2 separate regions of the Mus musculus genome follow, and region 2 is linked to region 1. A link is a contact called in public Micro-C data. All regions are on one chromosome and are shown on one strand. Each heading gives the region's core, a stretch centred on a gene start, on an enhancer-like site or on the middle of the called end of the contact. The rest is flanking DNA. Distances are from core to core; before and after follow the strand shown. Region 1 holds the start of Lrfn1 (leucine rich repeat and fibronectin type III domain containing 1). Region 2 overlaps Eif3k (eukaryotic translation initiation factor 3, subunit K).

Region 1 (3,184 bases), core at 476-2,975:
CCACGCCTTGGAAAATTGAGGGAATCAAGGACTTGATTCCCGCTCACAGCCCTGCAGAAGGATGCCAGATCTGTCAAGATCAAGAAGAACAAGGATAATGTGAAGTTCAAGGTTCACTGTAGCCTTTACACCCTGGTGGCCACAGACAAGGAGAAGGCAGAGAAGCTGAAACAGTCCCTGTCCCCAGGTTTGGCAGTGAAGGAGCTGAACTGAACCAGATCTTTGCATTTGACTATTAAAAACTCTGAAAAACTCTATATATTTTGAGGGGAGGCCTTGCTGAGTTTGGGAGTTCATGTGTATGTCAGAAAGTGAAGGAACATGGCCTGAGACACCCAGTGGACTCTGAGAAAAGGGCAGGAGGTAGGCTCTGGGGTAGGAGTTAAACACTGAAGGTCCAAACAAGGAATAAGTAAGGTATTCAGGGATCTACAGGAGTGAGAGTGAGGAAGGGGTTGCAGGGGGCTGAAGGCAGCAGGACTGGTTGCTGGGAGTGAGGGGTGGAGTGGGGGTGGGTGAGGTGGGGGTGGGAAGAAACCTACAGCAAATGGTGGCAGAGGTAAACCAAGGAAGGGGTGCTCTGAAAGGGACAGAGGGAAAGTTCCAAGGTTCCCAAGAGTGTTAAAGGAAGACCTGAGGTATCATTGGAGAAATGAGGAAAGTTTAAGGGTTTCCCATAGGGAGAAGAGATGGTTGGCGTTCCTCAGACATTAGCCATGGCATACAATTGCTACTGGTGGACAGGGAACAGTTTAAAGTCCTTGATGGAGGGAAGACATTGCTGGGGTTGGATCAGTTTTTACTCTGGATGGCTATGAAACATGGCGTGGCTCCTCAGGGTTCACCAGTGAATCAAGCTATGGTAGGCTCTTTATGGACACTGACATATAGTCTGAGTCCTCCCTGGATTTCGGGGTGTGGTCTGTGGACCATCTATCTGAGCCTTGGGTATGATTTAGGATGACTGGGAGGTAGGTTGGTATCTGGATCCCCTGGGATGTTGTGATATGACCTGGGGGGTGCTTCTGGAATTAGAGGTATATGGTTTAGGGTTCCTGACAGGGTGTGCCTCCACCCCTGTCTGAAGTCACGAAAAAGAGTAGAACAGTTCCTGGTTCCAGGTGGCTCTCCAACATGGTCTGGGGCTTCAAAGACCCGCACTCTAAGGATGTGATGGAGAGAGCAGGGGTGTGTGTAGGGGGTCCAAGTAGCCGCTGGGGCGTGGTCTAGGGGACAGGGGTGGGGCCGGGGCGGGGGCTGGACCAGGGCGCTCTGCAGTGGAGAGGGGGTCTGCGGCGACCTGGGAGTGCGTGTGGCCGCCCCACCTCCGGTCCGCGCCCCCTCCCCCCCTTGCGGCGGCGACGCGGAGGGCGGAGCGCGGCGGCGCGCGGGAGGGCGGGCGGGAGGCGGGAGGCGGGCGGGAGGCGGCCCCGCGGCACCGCGCCCCCTCCCCCGACCCTCCCCCCACCATGGCGCGGCGCGAGGCGGCGGCGGCGGTGGGGCCGGGCCCCGGGCCCCCTCCCCCGGGCTGGGTGAGCGTGGCCCACGGCGGCCCCGGGGGCTCTTTGGAGGCGGCGGGCGGGGGCGCGGGGACGAGCGTGCCCGTGTGTCCGCGGCGCTGCGGCGGGGCCCGGCGTGCGCCGGCCCGCGGCCCTGTGTGTGCCGGGCGCCCCGCCGGTGTGGCCATCCGGGCGTGTGCGGGGCCGCGGTCGGCCGTGCGTGTGCATGTGTGCATGTGTGCGTGTGTGCGCGCGTGTGTCCCACACACTCCGGGGCGCCGGATCTGGGGGGCTGTGGCGCGCCCGTCCGAGGGGCTGTGTGCAGGTGTGTGCGGGGGCTGCGCGCCCAGGTGTGCGGGGGGTGGGGGGGCCCAGCGGGCCTTTGCGCGCGTGCGGCTGGCAGCGTTGGGGGTCTGTGTCCGGCTGGGTTGGATGTCCATGCGAGGGGCTGCGGTGCCGGGTGTGTTCGCTCGGGTGTGTGTGTATGTGTATGTCTCTGTGTGTGTCCGTGTGTGTGTTGTGTGCGGTTTGGATGTCTCCAAGGGTGTGTGTGTGTGTGTGTGTGTCTGTGTCAGGTATCCTGCTGGGGTGGGGGCTGAGGCTCAGCGCATAGTGGGGCCAGGTCTCCGAATAGATGGGGGGGGGGGGACTTGGCTGATCCCTCGGTACATGTCAACTGGAGGGGGGGGGTCCTCAGTGATCCTTGGGGGAGACGGCCATGTCTTTCTCCTCTTCTCCGTGGTTGGTTGGGGAGGGGGGATGGGAGGCCGGGAGGTGGACAGATGGAGGAATGAGAGGCCGAGGGATGGACAGATGGGCCCTGGGGTGGGGGCTGAGGGTTGGAGAGTGGAGGGTGGGGTTGAAGACCTGGCCCTTCCCACCCCACCCCACCCTAACTCCCCCACCTGCCGGGCATCTGCAGATAGCGCCCCAGTTGCCTATATCTTGATGGTAAGGCTGGGGAAACTCTGGGGGTTCCTGGTGGCAGAATCTTGTTGGAACCCGGCTTTGGGACTCAACCCCTTCCTGATGGAATCCCACCTGCTGAACTATATGACCTTTGGCCCTGGCTTGTGCCCGATTCTTTTTGGAGAAGGGTGTAACAGGGACTGGAAGGGGTGTTAGAATGTATTTGGCCTGGGAAGTAGGTGGGGCAGGAGAGCCAGGGCCATGAGGGATGGGTAGCAGTGACTGAGTGTGAAGCTAGCTGTTCTGTTGACTGCTCTGGGCTTTGGTATTTTGTGTGCATTTACAAGTGTGTTGGTTCCTCATGGGACTGTGGCCTGAGTGTATCTGCCATGGGTGAGCCTCTTAGAGTGCTTACAAAGTGCCAGTGTGCTTGTTCATGGCTTCCTGCTTTGTCAGTGTGTGTTCGTGCCAGGGGTTCTGTGTACATGTGTGAGGCGTGCACTGACTGTGCACGCGTGTGTCTGTTGGTGCTTTATCTGCTCTATGACTACCCAGTGGGAATATGTGAAGTTGCACGAATGTGTTTAGGTGTGTAAGAGTGTGCACCTATGTATCTTTCATTGTGCAGGTGAGTCTTATATGTGTGAGCCACTGTGTGTTGACAAGTGTGCAAAGGCTATATAGACGTAGCTGTCTGGTTGTCTATTAAGGGGCATGTGGGCTTTTCTGTAGCTGTACATCTGTGAGTGTGCAACGGATAGCCTGTGTGTATGTGT
Region 2 (2,920 bases), core at 81-2,580, 520 kb after region 1:
CCTGTCTCAAAAAAAAAAAAAAAAAAAAAAAAAAAAGAGTATCATGAATTTAACTTTGTTGGGACAATCAGGGTGACTCCCTAGAATTGGGTTCTGAGCGACAGAGACATGTGGGATCTTTACTGAAACCAGAAGGACCCCAGGGAAATGGCTTTTTTGCAGGCGATCTCAAGTAAGCCATTCTGGCCTCAAACGCCCTACTTCTCTGAGGATAGCCTTGAACTCCTGATCACCCATCTCTCAATAGCTAGGATTCCATGGGTGTGTTGCATGCCCAGCTTAGCTCAGGACTCTTGTGATGGAATCAAGTGGCCATCACCCTCCCTGCCCATTTACTGGTGGGCACTGGGATTTCCAGCCCAATAGCTCAGAAGTAGAGGCAGCTGCTTGGATAGTGAGGTTTGCATGAAATGGTCCCTTGAGCACTTCCATGACCAACACCCTTGGTCATGGGAGTGATAGGACCTTCTATATACTTGGGGACGAAGGGGCTCATACACCTCTCACTTCCATGAGGGGACTGTTAAGGGTAGTCTGACTCTGAGGGTCTCCTGTAAGTAACCACAACTGCTGGTTCTTTGTTAAGAACGTGTGTACATACGGGAGTGTGTGTCTGTGTCTGTGCACATATACATACAAGCACCATATGTATGCCTGGTCCCCTCAGAGAACAGAAGGGAGCAGAGTGTCCTGGAACCATAGTTACAGAGAATTGTGAGCTAACATGTGGGTTCTAGGAACCGGACCCAGGTTATCTATAAGCACAGCAAGTGCTCTTAGTCATGAAGCCATCTCTCCAACCCTAACCTTTTGAGACAGGGTCTTACCATGTAGTTTGGCTGGCCTGGAACACACATGGCTCTCCCTCCACAGTGCTGAGATTAAAGGAGTGTGCCGCCATGCCATCCAGCACACTACTCTAGACTTAAAAGACTAGCTGTTATGCCTGTTAGTGTTCCACCACACAGGGTCTCCCTTTGTATTCCAGGCTGATCTTGAATTCCAAGCAGTCCTCCTGCCTCAGCCTCCAGAATGCCAGGAAACTATGGCTGGCTCCTGTGTCCTTTGTTAACACTGTAAGAGGAGTCTCCTGAAAGGACAGAGGATTGTCTCCCAAGTTGGGGGTGGACAGTGGACTGTCACAGGTGACTGTGGCAGCTCCAGGAGACACTCACCAAGTTAGACTCTGGAGTTTTATATCACACACTCTCACACACACACACACACACACACACACACACACACAGAGGTTCCAGCCATTAAACAACGCCCGCCCACACGTCAGTAGTCTTTAGTCAGAGCCAGATTGAAAGTGAGATGATCCGGCTGCCCAAGGGCAGGAGGTCATTTCTCCTCCCGAGCAGCAGCCGTGGCCAGTTGTTCAAGTTGCATCCTACACAGAAGCACCTGCTGCGGATGCCTAGTTGTGGTCCCACCCAGAGATGGCTCCTTGATTTCTACACAAGATGGCTGAGGGTGGGGCAGCATACCAGCCCTCCCTCCTCTAGCACCTCAGAGCTTTCGGGAACAGTCATTTATTTGCTGTCCCCAGGGTTAAGATGAGGTCTAGTTCCGGGTGCTGGCTCCGGTAGGGTAGGTCTAAAGGCCGGAGCAAAGGGTGTGTGCCCCACCCTGGTTCCCTGGGCCAGGATCCTCAGGAGGAATGACGGGTGAGTGCTGACTTCAGGGAGGGATGAACATGCCAGCAGTCCATTCCCTGGCATGACAGAACAGGCCCCAAGGGAGATGGGAGTGGCTGCACATTTACTGGGTCACTTATCTCCACTGACCTCACCCCTGACCCTGTGCACACTGAAATCACCTGTTCAAGGTTTCTTGGCCAGAATACCTGGAATATCTTGGGTGTGACATGAACTGGGTGGCTGGGAGGACAGCTGACAAGGCAGACAGTCTGGTAACCTTTCCAACTATAACCTCCAGAAAGGCCAGCCAACAACCTGGGCGACAGATCATCAGAGCCCAAGATGAATGCTTCCCGCTTCCTCATCTGTGTTTCTCTGGTGAATCAAGGAGTTTTGGATTACTGAAAAGCAGCAGCTAAGGGCTGTTAGAGGAACAGAGCAAAGCACTTCAAGTCGTCCAGTGTGGTGTGTGTACATATGTACACGTGGGGCTCAACCTCCCAAAGATTGCGGTTACATGTGTGTTGTGATGCTCAGAACCGAACCACACTGAATATAGCTTTAGCACCAATTAAATCAGGGTTCCCTGCTGGCCTCCGAGCTCAGCAGCGTGGTTAAAGAGGCTGGCCAGCTAACCTCGGGGAAGCTCCTGTCTCAGACTCCCCAGTGGAAGGGGTTACAAGTGTGTCACCACATCTTTTTATTAGAGCAGCAGAAAGCTTATGGACTGACCCCCTCAAACCACCCCCCCCTCTTTTTTTTCGAGACATGGTTTCTCTGTATAGCCCTGGCTGTCCTGGAACTCACTTTGTAGACCAGAAATCCGCTTGCTTCTGCCTCCTGAGTGCTGGGATTAAAGGCATGCGCCACCAGGCCCGCTCAGCCCCCCCTTTTAAAGACAGAGCCTGGTGCTGAGGGTGGCTTCTGATCCCCGATCTTCCTACCTGCACCTCCCAAGTGCAGGCTGTCACCCCTGCCAGCCGAGGAAGCACTAAGCTCTCCTTCCCAGAAGCAGGTGACTTGTCAAAGACAAGAACATGCTCTGCTCTCCTCTCTGAGGAGCCCAGGGCCCCAGGGCGGCACCTCCCAAGGCCATTCACTGGCCTCAGCCTACCCCATCCTGCACTGACTCACAGGTCAGAAAAGGAGGGGCAGGGAAAGGCAGCAGGGTGGGACAAAGGAGGAAGTGGCATGGGGGACGCCCGAGAAGAGGGAAGGGCCCCAGCTTGGGCCACAAGTTGGCTCTCTGAGGGTACAGGCAAGAGACAATAGGGCGG

What was found. Hi-C and Micro-C count contacts between places; a contact is called where the count stands out from the background.
Region 2: a contact with region 1 is called in a Micro-C map of embryonic stem cells, with 3 times the contacts expected there. The contact joins the enhancer-like site here to the promoter of Lrfn1 in region 1. A contact is called at or near these places in 4 of 39 promoter capture datasets (3T3-L1-derived adipocytes, the C10 cell line, hematopoietic stem and progenitor cells and 1 more) and 3 of 484 Hi-C or Micro-C datasets (cortical neurons and embryonic stem cells).

What each region holds. Positions count from the first base shown.
Region 1 is chr7:28,450,513-28,453,696 of GRCm38.p6, forward strand. It overlaps Lrfn1 (leucine rich repeat and fibronectin type III domain containing 1), which reads left to right and starts at 1,726. Exons shown (of 5, transcript NM_001141921.1): 1 at 1,726-1,824.
Region 2 is chr7:28,968,456-28,971,375 of GRCm38.p6, forward strand. It overlaps Eif3k (eukaryotic translation initiation factor 3, subunit K), which reads right to left. Exons shown (of 8, transcript NM_028659.3): 8 at 2,917-2,920. Among named protein-coding and RNA genes, the nearest start is that of Actn4, 7.6 kb to the left of the region's middle. Within about 2 kb of position 1,331, at least 50 of the 459 cell types and tissues checked have an H3K27ac peak or open chromatin away from gene starts, as enhancers often do. A contact at or near this core is called in embryonic stem cells, where this site is marked.